Regions from separate parts of the Mus musculus genome. Here region 1 is linked to region 2. A link is a contact called in public Hi-C data. All regions are on one chromosome and are shown on one strand. The core of a region is the stretch at or near the end of the contact, and the rest is flanking DNA. Distances in the headings are between cores, read along the strand shown.

Evidence for each region. A called contact is a pair of places that touch in the nucleus more often than the background predicts.
Region 1: a contact with region 2 is called in a Hi-C map of liver, with 4 times the contacts expected there. The contact joins two enhancer-like sites. A contact is called at or near these places in 12 of 484 Hi-C or Micro-C datasets (embryonic stem cells, liver and nephron progenitors), 1 of 115 datasets of contacts at active chromatin or transcription factors (embryonic stem cells) and 1 of 9 other capture datasets (embryonic stem cells).

The regions. Positions count from the first base shown.
Region 1 is chr1:137,007,475-137,013,908 of GRCm38.p6, forward strand. No RefSeq gene overlaps it. Among named protein-coding and RNA genes, the nearest start is that of Nr5a2, 50 kb to the left of the region's middle. Within about 2 kb of position 2,932, at least 14 of the 459 cell types and tissues checked have an H3K27ac peak or open chromatin away from gene starts, as enhancers often do. A contact at or near this core is called in liver, where this site is marked.
Region 2 is chr1:136,847,047-136,852,702 of GRCm38.p6, forward strand. The region is part of intron 8 of Nr5a2 (nuclear receptor subfamily 5, group A, member 2); the gene reads right to left. Among named protein-coding and RNA genes, the nearest start is that of Nr5a2, 110 kb to the right of the region's middle. Within about 2 kb of position 2,370, at least 2 of the 459 cell types and tissues checked have an H3K27ac peak or open chromatin away from gene starts, as enhancers often do. A contact at or near this core is called in liver, where this site is marked.

The DNA.
Region 1 (6,434 bases), core at 1,682-4,181, 160 kb after region 2:
GTAGTCCCAGCTGTCCTGAAACTCATTCTGTAGACCAGGCTGGCCTCAAACTCAGAAATCCACCTCTCTCTTCTCCCAAATTCTGGGATTAAAGGCATGTGTCACTATTGCCAGGCAGGGATTTATTCTTAAAATATTTTGGTTTTATTCTTAATTATGTGTATGTGTGTTCATCTGTGGGGATGTGCACGTGCACCTGCAGCAGCTGGAAGCGGGTACCAGATCTTTTGGAGTTAGAGGGAGTTGTGAGCTGTTCAACAGGGTTGCTGGGAACCAAACGTGGGCCCTCTGGAAGAACAGCAAGGGGCTCTTAACCCTGCGCCGTCTCCAGCCCCATGGATTTACTTTATAATGATATAGGTTTATATCATTATATGAGTGAACATAATGATGGAGTGAACTGGGAAAATACACTAGTAACATGTAAATGATCCATGATTAGTTCATGCATATAGATAATATCAACAAATCAATAACAAAACCACTAATAGTGTTGGCATACTCCTGAGACTGGAGGATTCTGAGTTTGAGGCTAACCTGAGCTAGCTGGTGAAGAGTTTGAGGCTAGCCTTAGCTAGCTGGTGAGAGTCTACTTACAAAGCAACAATGGAACACAATGAAAATAGGGTTGGAGAGAGAGATAGGAGGGGGGAAGGGGAGGACTAGGACGGGAAGGGGAGGGGCAGGGTGGGGGAGAAGTAGGATGGGGGAGGGAGTAGGTGTAGGAGGGGGGACTAACAACAATTGAGTGGGAAATATTAAGAGATAAAAAAATCATAATTTTACAAAATGTAAATTAAAAATGATAAGAGATAGCACCTTACCACCACCAGATTAAAAATTTAAAACCCAGTACACAGCCTCAAACCTCAAGAGGCTTAGTCCATAATTATTTATATTTACCTTATTTTATTTTATATTCATTTAAACATTTTTTTCATTTGTTTATTTATTGTGCACATGGCACATGTGTGGAGGTCAGAGGAAAATTCACTATGGGGTCATTTCTCTCCCTTTTCTCCTTGATGCCAACAACCTTTGAGACATCTTGTGGCCTTTTTTGTCTTTGTTTGTTTATTTGTTTGAGACAGGGTTTCTCTGTGTAGCCCTGGAAGTTCTGAAACTCACTCTATAGACCAGGCTGGCATCAAACTCAAAGAAAGATCTGCCTGCCTCTGCCTTCTGAGTGCTGGAATTAGAGTTCACCACTGCTTGTTTTTATTTTTATTTATTTATTCATTTTGAGACATGCTCTCATTTCATAGCCTTGCTGGGTTTGTAGGTGTGAAACTTGCAAGATGGATAAAGCTTACTTTGAACTTACAGCTGTTCCTCTGCCTCTGACTGCTACCTGGCAGAGTGGAGTGATTTAATGACTTTCACAAGGTCACAGATCAGAAGGCAAGGCAGAGGCAGGAATTTGAAGGCGGGCTGGTTCTGGTGTGTGAGCGAGCCCCTCACTTCTGGCCTGTCTAACAGGATCTCTGCTGTAGAATGCCAGGAACAACAGTGCTATTTCAACTTCCCCGTTAGCATTTGCGGTTTGAGGACCCTGTCTAGGGAGGAACTCCTTTCTGAAGGGGACAATGCTGGTTAGCCTAGGGGCAGGGCTGGAGATGGAGAGCGTGGCCCGTTGTTGGAGGAAGTGTGCCCTTGTGTGTTGAATTTTTAAACACACTTCTTATTACCTGAAGCAGAATGCTCACCACTTCAATCCTAGTCTGCTCCTCACCCCCCCCCATCCCCCCATGCCCCTACCCCAGAACTCACTCTGTAGACCATGCTGGCCTCAAACTCAGAAATCCCCCTGCCTCTGCCTCCCAAGTGCTGGGATTAAAGGCTTGTGCCACCACTGCCCGGCCAATTCTAGTCGATTTTGTGACACTTCTACGACATCACTTTTCCTAACCCAGAAATGTCCCAGCTCCAGTCTTGGGATTTAGGTACATTTTACAGGGCACTCCCACTTATTTAATGGCCCAGGAAAGTGTGTTGAAGTCAGAGAAGTTCTTTGCTCTGCTCTTTGGAGCATCCTGCAAAGATGGTTCCCCCAGACTCTACTAACAAGCAATTGCTGTTCTGGCAATGTGATTCACCCCAGCATCCTCCTTCCTTCTTGGATTCAGTGCAGTATGGAAAGAGCCTCAGAAGCCAGGGTTTTCTTCCTCACTGGGATAATCTGGGGCTATCCTGAGGCAGGATTGGATTTTGAGCAGTGTTGGCGATTTGTTTTTTGGGAGTACAAAGCAAGCAATAAATCTGTCACCCTGAAAAAATCAGGTTGTGACCTAAAGAAGGAGCAAATTGTGACTTCAGGTAAAAAAGAGTGACCTACCAGGGAGGGTAATTCATCATGATAACAAAAATGCCGGGCGCTCTCCAGGCCTGCCCAGGAGAAGGGCCGCAGTAAGCACATTCAGGAGATGCAAGTGTCCAAATATTTTAAACTGATCAATATTTCCAGGGCTCACAAGCAGCCCAAACCCCCGAGCATCTCTCAAAGTAAGTGCATTGCTCACCTGGTTTGTAAAGAGCAAAAACGGAGCAGAAAAAAAAATGTTGCCACTCAACAGCAGGCATTCTTTGTAGGATGAAAATAAATAAATACCTCTTGGGGATTTAAGCACAAATACATTTGGAGGGGTGAACTAAGAGATCATGTTTAAGCATATGAAAATCACTATTGGCATTAATGTGTTCCCCCATTTTTACATTAGAACTGCTGGGGAGGGGAGTTGAAGCAAATAGCTTTATCTTGGCACTCCTCAGTGATGGGTGGACAGGTGAAACAGTTCTGACTTCCACTGGTGTTGCATACTTTCCATTTGCCCTGCTACTCCTCTACCCTGCTCCAGGGCCCAGGATACTGCTCCAGCCCCCACCTGGTTCTTGGTTGGGTTTGGTCAGTGGGTGGCACCTGCTGGAGAGTGCTGGGAAGAGAGGCCTTATCTCCATGCAGGGTGGCCTCAGGCTGATTGGCCGGACTTCCCAAAGCTGTAGCTCGCTTTGGCTGGCATTTCTCCACAATGCTTTATCTCTAGGCTGCTGTACTTCGTTGACCAAGTCCATAAACACACCTTCTTTCTGATACTTCAGGCACTAAACCAGTGAGCAGTTTCTTTTCCAGTTCTTACATGGCAGGCAATTTGAGTAGACTTCAGTGTGACCAGGATACTCCTGAAATGGTCCCGACAAGTGTGATTAGTCATTGGATAACGACATGCCGAGTCTGTGAGTTCCTCTGTATTGATCCATGCAGGCTGCAGGGGTTGTGAAACTGTGATTCTGTCAGGGAGTTTTGCTAACAAGCCCTGATAGGAGGAGCCCCACATTATGTCATCCTCTGGTTCTGGTAAAGTTGAAGGCTAGATAAAACACCCACTATCTCTCTCAACCACAACAGCCATGTGGCCAGCGAGTATTCCCACTTCACAGTTGTCCACGCAACGAACTTGGCAGGCTCACCCCATTTCTCAGAAGAGATTTAATAGTGGCAAGCTTTGTACCTCAAAGACTTCATTACTCTGACCAGTTCTCTCTGCTCCATACTTACTGGTGTCCTGAGAGAGATGACCTAATACTCTATACCCATTACAAGATGAATGTGCCCCAACTTTAAATCTACTAATTTTTTATTCCCCCGAGACAGGGTTTCTCTGTATAGTCCTGGCTGTCCTGGAACTCACTTTGTAGACCAGGTTGGCCTCGAACTCAGAACTCCTCCTGCCTCTGCCTCCCCAGTGCTGGGATTAAAGGCATGTGCCACGACGCCCGGCTAAATCTACTAATTTGAATTATATAAAAAAAATCATTCTTACTTGGTGTGTGTGTGTGTGTGTGTGTATACATGCGCACGTGAGCATGTCAGAGGACAACTTGCAGGAGTTCATTGTTCTGGATTTGGAACTGAGGACATCAGTTTTAGCTGTGAGTGACTTTATGTGAGGAGCAGCTATCTGGTGTTTTTGTTGTTTGTATTTTGAAGACAAGTTTTCAACGTGTAGCCCTGGCTGTTCTGGAACTCTATAGACCTGACTGGTCTGGAACTCAGAAATCTGCCTGCTTCTACTTCCCAAGCCCTAGGGTTAAAGGTGTGACCTCCACACACTGCTATTGGAGAAACCATTTTATCTGCCTGTTATTTAGAATATTTTGGGTGAGATTAGACAGATTTCCATGGGTAGGAAGCCCGAGCCAGTGTCACAAGGTGTGTCACCTGACAAAGCACGTTTACAATGCCAAAAGCCCAGTGGGTCCTGCGGCCTTTCAGGCTGAGAGGCTCTATGGAAGCAGAAGACAAGCTCCTCCCTTTGTCCTCCTTTTGGAGACAGGGTCTTTCTATTTTGTCTGGGTTGATCTTGAACTCATAACCCTGGCTCTGCCGCAGCCCTCCAAGCCCTGGGCTTACAGATATGTGCTATACACTTTTGAGCATTGACTCTTATGTACTAATACTCTTTAAAAATTTAAAAAATACCCCTCCTTAGAAGTGGGAACAAAACACCCTTGGAAGGAGTTACAGAGACAAAGTTTGGAGCTGAGATGAAAGGATGGACCATGTAGAGACTGCCATATCCAGGGATCCACCCCATAATCAGCATCCAAACGCTGACACCATTGCATACACTAGCAAGATTTTATCGAAAGGACCCAGATGTAGCTGTCTCTTGTGAGACTATGCCGGGGCCTAGCAAACACAGAAGTGGATGCTCACAGTCACCTAATGGATGGATCACAGGGCTCCCAATGGAGGAGCTAGAGAAAGTAGCCAAGGAGCTAAAGGGATCTGCAACCCTATAGGTGGAACAACATTATGAACTAACCAGTACCCCGGAGCTCTTGACTCTAGCTGCATATGTATCAAAAGATGGCCTAGTCGGCCATCACTGGAAAGAGAGGCCCATTGGACACGCAAAATTTATATGCCCCAGTACAGGGGAACGCCAGGGCCAAAAAGGGGGAGTGGGTGGGTAGGGGAGTGGGGGTGGGTGGGTATGGGGGACTTTTGGTATAGCATTGGAAATGTAAATGAGCTAAATACCTAATAAAAAATTAAAAAAAATTTAAAAAATAAAACACAACAAACTCAAAAGGTGTAGTGGCTCACACTTGTAAATTCCAACACTTGAGAGGGTGAGGCAGGAGGATTGTTGAGAGTTTGATGCAATCTTGTGCTTCCAAATGTTTAAGATCAGCCAGGCTTTAGAGACCCTGTATCAAACAAACGACCCAAAGGTGGTAGATGAGTAGGTGGTAGATGATAGTTTCTCTCTTCATAGCTCTATTTTAAAAGTCATTGGTCATTGCCAACCAAATGGTCGTGGCACACACCTTTGATCAGAGCACTCTTGAGTTCGAGACCAGCCTAGTCCACAGAGCCAGTTCTAGGATAGCCAGGGCTACACGGAGAAACCCTGCCTTGAAAAACCAAACCAAACCACCACCAACAAAAAGAATTGCCTATCTAGCTGTCTTTATTTCTTTACTTTTCAGCTTCTTCTTTTAAAAAAATATTTATTTATTTATTTATTTATTTATTTATTTATTTATTTATTTATTATATGTAAGTACACTGTAGCTGTCTTCAGACACTCCAGTAGATGGCATCAGATTTCATTACAGATGGTTGTGAGCCACCATGTGGTTGCTGGGATTTGAACTCAGGACCTCTGGAAGAGCAGTCAGTGCTCTTAACCTCTGAGCCATCTCTCCAGCCCCAGGACCTATTTTATAATCATCTTGTCCAGATTGAAGAATCTGCTGGACACAGGTGAAACTCAGACTGGGGGGGGGGATGATGCATCAAGGCACTCATTTCATTTAATCTTCTTGCACACGGAAGGGGGTTGTCGCGCCCACACGTCACAGGGAGGGAAATGAAGGTTCAGCAGCATCTTTTCCTCTACAGCCCAGTGAGTTAAAGATTGCACCTCAAACTCCACGTTCCACTTTAGGGTTAACTTGTTCTGACAGCCGTTTCCTCAGGGGACGCTGCCGATCCACAAAGCAGCCTGGAAAAGTGGCAACGTGAGATATGTAGGACCCGGTGATTTTATCGTTGTACGCAAGTCACAGTCAACCTCAATAGAGAGCAGCACAGGTCTAAAGCGCTGCAGGTGCAGGTAAGGCGGGGCCTCCAGAGGTGGGCTTGGTCAGTGCAGGTAAGGCGGGGCCTCCAGAGGTGGGCTTGGTCAGTGATCCCACAGAAGATGGAGTTCCAGGTCCATTGGAAGATAAATTCTGGCCAGCGGCATCCTGTGCCACCCAGTGTCTACCCTTGAGTCGCCACCTGTGCCTGTGCTTCTTTCTGTTCTTTGCACTCATGCTGCAACCAGTTGTCCTTGTTTTACCTGTCTGTCTTCTTCTATTCTTCAGGCTGTGCACCCATTGCTTCTTCTACTCTCCAGTTGAGATCTAGAGCTTTCTAAGATGTT
Region 2 (5,656 bases), core at 1,120-3,619:
TTCAAACCAACAAGGAATCGGTAAGAAGTAGATACATCAAGTGAGAGAGAGAGAAAAGTCTTAGTTCAAAGTGAGAGAGATCCAAAAATGTGTGATTATCTACTGAGTGGGACAGCCAGTCACATGTCACTGTACCCTTTGTGGCACCTGACACTTGACACACATGGCAGTTTGTAGCTAACCAAATACTTCCATCTTATGTGAAATATTTTTAAAGTGAGTTTACACGACTTATAAAAACATTTACCAATATGTCTGTGATCCGGCGTTCTGCTTGGTTCAAAATTATCAAATGTAAATGATCAGAAATACCTTCAATATGCTCTGCCTCAGTAGGAAGTCTTGTTACAGTAATTTAAAGATAACTATAAAATATATGAAGTGAAGCCAAGTGTGGGGGTTCATGTCTTTAATCTTAGCACTCAGGATGCAGAGTTGGAGGCCAGCCTGGTCTATAACGGAGTGAGCCCTAGCCATCCAGAGCTACATAGAGGAAACCCCATCTCAAAAAATAAAACAAAACCCAATATATCCATATGGAATGGGCTATCAATTCACATGACAGTGACAGATGTGCATGAGGAAGACAAGCTGGCCACAGAGACTAGTAAGGAGGATGAAGTAGAAGATAAATGAGTAGTGTTTTAGAAAAGTTGTTTCAAAAACAATTATAAAACAATAGTTGTATACTCCTAGACTGAGCATTTATAATTCTCAGAGTATCATTTGTACTAACTTCCAAAGACACTGCTCTAAACTGGTATTCTTTGAAAAGCTCAAATCATTTGAAGTGTTCCATACAGGGGGAAAGTTTCATATTAATTATTTTGGCCATGACTAAATTATCTCTTTAAGCTGCTTCAATGAATTTAGCATTATGGATAATAAAATGCACATACTGTCAATTGTCCCAAAGACTTCTAAATTGATACTACTGGTAAAGATTCTGATAGGTGTGGTGGCCCACATGTAATCTTGCTACATTAAAAACCAGGACAGTGAAGTCCATTCAGGCGAGGGGAAGAGAAAGGAGGGCATGGTAGGTTAGCTGGTTCTCCCTTGCTGGCGAGCAGTTGCCGCATCATTGCACTCTTCCCTGCTCGGAGGCGCCTCCCGCCATCTATTAAACTGTCCATTTCCCTACAGTTCCATTTCCCCACAGAGACCCCAAGCTTCTGGGGAGAGGACCACACATTAGTCAAGGTATCCTCAGAAAATACACTAATTACCGTTCTTTTTCACTGTTGGTGTATTTTCACAAGACTGGTGAACTGTAATCATGAAAGGCCCCTTTTTATGATCCTGGGAACCAGTGTGCTTTCTTTTTCAATTAGAAACTAATTTTTGGAAAATTTTACACACACATAACCATAACTTTTGAAAAATGGCAATAAGGTATATTATATTACAGGTCACAGTGTTCACTTGCTACCCTTGGTTTGGTTTTGTAGTCCAGATAGATAGTGAGACTTGCTTTTCGTGTTTTACCAATGAGGGTTTCCCTTCCTTGGTCGCTGTTCCATGAGCAGCATGGGAATTACAATGGGGGGGTGGGCACCTAAGGTCGTGTCTCTTGAATCTCTGGACCTGAAAGATAAACCTTGTTTTTTTCCAACCAATGGTCCAGAGACTAGCTAACAAGGACCTAAAAGCAACCGAAAGGTAACGCCAAAATATAGGTGGAAACGCCTCCCTCCAGGAAACTTGGGATTTCCTGTGATATGGTCTTTCTTCTTTAGGAAGGGTTCAAAAACTTGAGTGTATTCTGACATCAACCTCTGAATTAGTTTTTACACAAGTTCAGGCCTTTTCAAATGCAACGAATTTAAATATACAAGCACTGAGATTTGCAGTTCGGTTTCCCTAGTAAAAAGTGTTGTGAAATACCTGGACTGCAGCAGCAAACCCCAACTAGAAGGCAAGAGTGATACTGGCCAGAATAGCCACCCCAACCCTGGCTCCATGGCACCTGATCTCTTGCATTTGGCACTCTGCACTCCTTTGGAATTTACATAACCTTCATCCTCATACAATTGAAAAATACAAAACAAAACACTAGTGATTACAAATTCAGCGTTGGAGACGATACGTAAACAGGCAGAGGCGTCCCCACACCCTTCCTACAGCCTTTAAAATTTGATGATTGCAGGAGCATTTTGCCTTCCCTCGAAGTATCAATTCTCCTCCGCAATACTTTATTCACTCGGGGACTAATTACCAACTTTCTCTATGAAGCGCATTATGATAAGCTCACAGTGGGGTGCTCAGATTTTTTTCCAGCCTTATTGAGAAGTAAAACCCTTAGGCTTTCTTGAATACATTACTGCGCTGACTTCTGTCACTGGCAGGATTCAGCACTCTCTGAAGATGAACCCTTGGCCTCCCTGGTCACTGTCACGGGAGGGCCAGCGACCTTGCTGCTGCACACCCATTCAAAGATGGGTCTTTCACTGAAGCAAGGGCATGGCGGGGACCACGACTGGGTGTCTTTTCCTGAGATACATCCAGTCTCTTAGAGCAAAGCTAAGGGAAACACACACAGCTTTTCCTTGCAGCTTTGAGAGAGATGACAGGCTATAACATATAGGTATTGTCGCGTGCTTTGTCTGAAGGGCTTTTTCTTTTTAATGGGAGGGAAAAGAACTTTCTGCAAGGAAGTTTTAAAAGTATTTTAAGGGGATAAAATTGAGAGATTTGTATAAATAATTCTATAAGAAGTTTTGGAGGTTGGTCAGGAAACTTATATGAACAAAATTCACTGATGAAAAGTAGAGTTGGGAGGGGAGGGGTATAGAGGGGAGGGGAGAGGAGTCTTTGCTTCAGTTGCCTAAAATCAAACTCCAAGAAGAGTTTCCAATAAACCCTGAAACTCAAGATCTCACCCGTATAAACCCTCTACCACGATATAATAACATGCATATTAAGCCAAGACACACTCTCACCAACTAGAACAAGCAATTCAATGTCTTTTGCAAATTAGTAACAAGGAGGGGCTTTGGAGGGGCTGCTCTCAGAACCATATACACAAGTGGTACACAAGTGGTTTGTGGCTCCTTAGGGGTTGAACAACCCTTTCACAGGGGATACTTAAGGCCATCAGAAAACATATTTACATTATGATTCATAGCGGTAGCAAAGTTACGGTTATGAAGTAGCAAAGAATATGAGTTTATGGTTGGGGGTCACCACAGCACGAGGAACTGTGGAACTGAATTAAGGGGTCTCAGCATTAGAAAGCTTGAGAATGACTGACACATAAAGTGCTTTACATTTGGAGAAACACGGGCTCTTGTAACTGTGGGCCTTTGTCTAGAAAACATTCTGGCAATTCTTCCTGTGATAGTTTAAACATTCTTTGCCCATGGGAAGTGGCACTATTAGGAGGTGTGGCCTTATTGGAGGAGGTGTAGCTTTATTAGAGGACGCGTGTTGTCACTGTGGGGGTGAGCTTTTAGGTTCCTAAGCTCAAGCTCCACATAGCATGGGGAATAGAGATTCAGTCTTCTCCTGGCTGCCGTTGAATCAAGATGTAGAACTCTCGGCTCCTTCAGCACCATGTCTGCCTGAATGCTTGATAATGACGGACTGAACCTGTAAGCCTGCCCTAATGAAATGTTGTTCTTTCTAAGAGTTGCTTTGGCTATAGTATCTCTTCACAGCAATGGAAACCCTAACTAAGACACTTCCTTTTCCATACACATGATGCATGAATTATTCAGAAAAGCCAGATACTGAAGATACAGGAACACCAATTCCTGTTTTATGTAGCTCATTTAATGTGAATACAGATTGGAGAGACCTTACAACCTCATTGGATAAACATCAAGGCTTTAACATGAAGGTGAGACCTGAAGAATTTTGAGTGCTGGGACTCTCCCCCGGGTCCTCTGAAAGATCCAGTCAGTGCCCTCAGCTGCTGAGCCACCATCTCTCTAGCCCACTTGTTTTGAAAGGTGAGCAGGGAACTGCGCAATAGAGGGAAGGAATGTTGGGTACATAGAGTCACACGGAGACAAAACCTCAGAACAGGACAGAAGGAAGCCGTCCTTGGAATAATACTCACCCAACTCTTTCCACTTAGGTGGGCTGCGAAGGTGCCAAGAAGTTCCTTTGCCCTTAACTGTTTTACATTCAGTCTTCAGGGAAAGGGGAGGGGGTCTGGGGGTGTCTTCTAAATGACATGGGAAGTTTTCAGGCCATTTGATCACACGGTCCAATTTGAGTTCAACAAAACCAAAGGCAGTAAGTTCTCTAATACAGTCTTCATGACCAGCCCCAGTAACAAGTTACTCAGCTCCTCAGAGCCAGCTTTTCCATGTGCAAAATGTGCACAACTTCCATGTTTTAAAGGTTCCTTTAAAGGCCCTTCTCAGTGTTGCTTTTCTTGTAACTGTTCAGGTGCCATGTGGAGGTGCCATGTGTTTGCTTCCAGCAATACATGGAAAGTGGCTATGGTCTTTCTCGTAATCAACCAACCTGGCCATTTCCCTATGACTGACTTTTCATGAACAAATAACAGAATCTCTGATGTTTTACTTTCTAAAGGTAAGGCAGAGGTACTTGACCTATTTCCAATCAAAAGGATCAGTCAAGAGGCTAGAAATGGCTCGTTAAGAGCCCTGACAGCTCTTCCAGAGGTGTCCTGAGTTCAATTCCCAGCACTCACGTTGGCAGCTTGCAACTGTCGTCTTGGGACCTGATGCCCCTTTTCTGGTGTGTCCGTAGGAATACATGCAGACAAGACACCCACGTACACAAAGGTCACTTAAAGGGAAAGAAACATCGTCAAATCTTAAGTTCCAGCTGACAACTTTCATCCACCCTACTTTTTTAGGTCTGAGCCCCATGGGACATGAACACACATGCTATTTTATGTTGTATGTGACATGCTAGGACATGGAGCTCAAGAAGCATGGGCACATGGTGGCACTGTTTGGGAATGTTGAAGGTGGGATTTGAGTGTTTGTGATCTCATTCATTCTTTCTCTCTCTCTCTCCCTCTCTCTCTCTCTCCCTCCTTCCCCACCCCCCACAGGTTGGCATGCTGCTGTTCTTAAACATTGAATTCGCAGCAAGTTTTGTTTTACATAGAATCGTTTGTTTCTTAACAACAAACAACACACACCCCAACTCCACTAAGTATAGTGCTGTCTGGGTAAACAGAGTCAATCGGAAGTCTTGCCGGGTGGTTTGCCTGTAACATGGGGTATGTGTGCGTTTTTCAAACCCTTTGGACTGTCTCTCACATGGGACGTTCTGCTTTCCCATGCTCTCTCATACTCAGCATCAACACTGGCTCTGCCAGTGCCATGCTGGAGACTGCCAAAGAAACCTGGCTTTACCCACAGTTATATATATCCTCTCCACACGGATGCTGGGGAGCAGGAGTGTCAGTGTTTACAACTCAGCCCAGTCTCCAGTGTTCTAAACCTGTATTGTCCTGGACCACAATCCATCCAATTACAGATGTCTGGCTAGACTACAAGTCTGAGAAAGGAAAGAATTCACTGGCCCTCTTTGCCAGTCCACACACCACCAAGTCCTGTTGGATCTGCTTCCTAATTACATCTCCCATCTATTCTGTCGTCTCTGTCACCACCATAGCGTGCCTTTATTGCTTCTACAACCTCTTTAACTGTTCTCAATTCTTCCAATG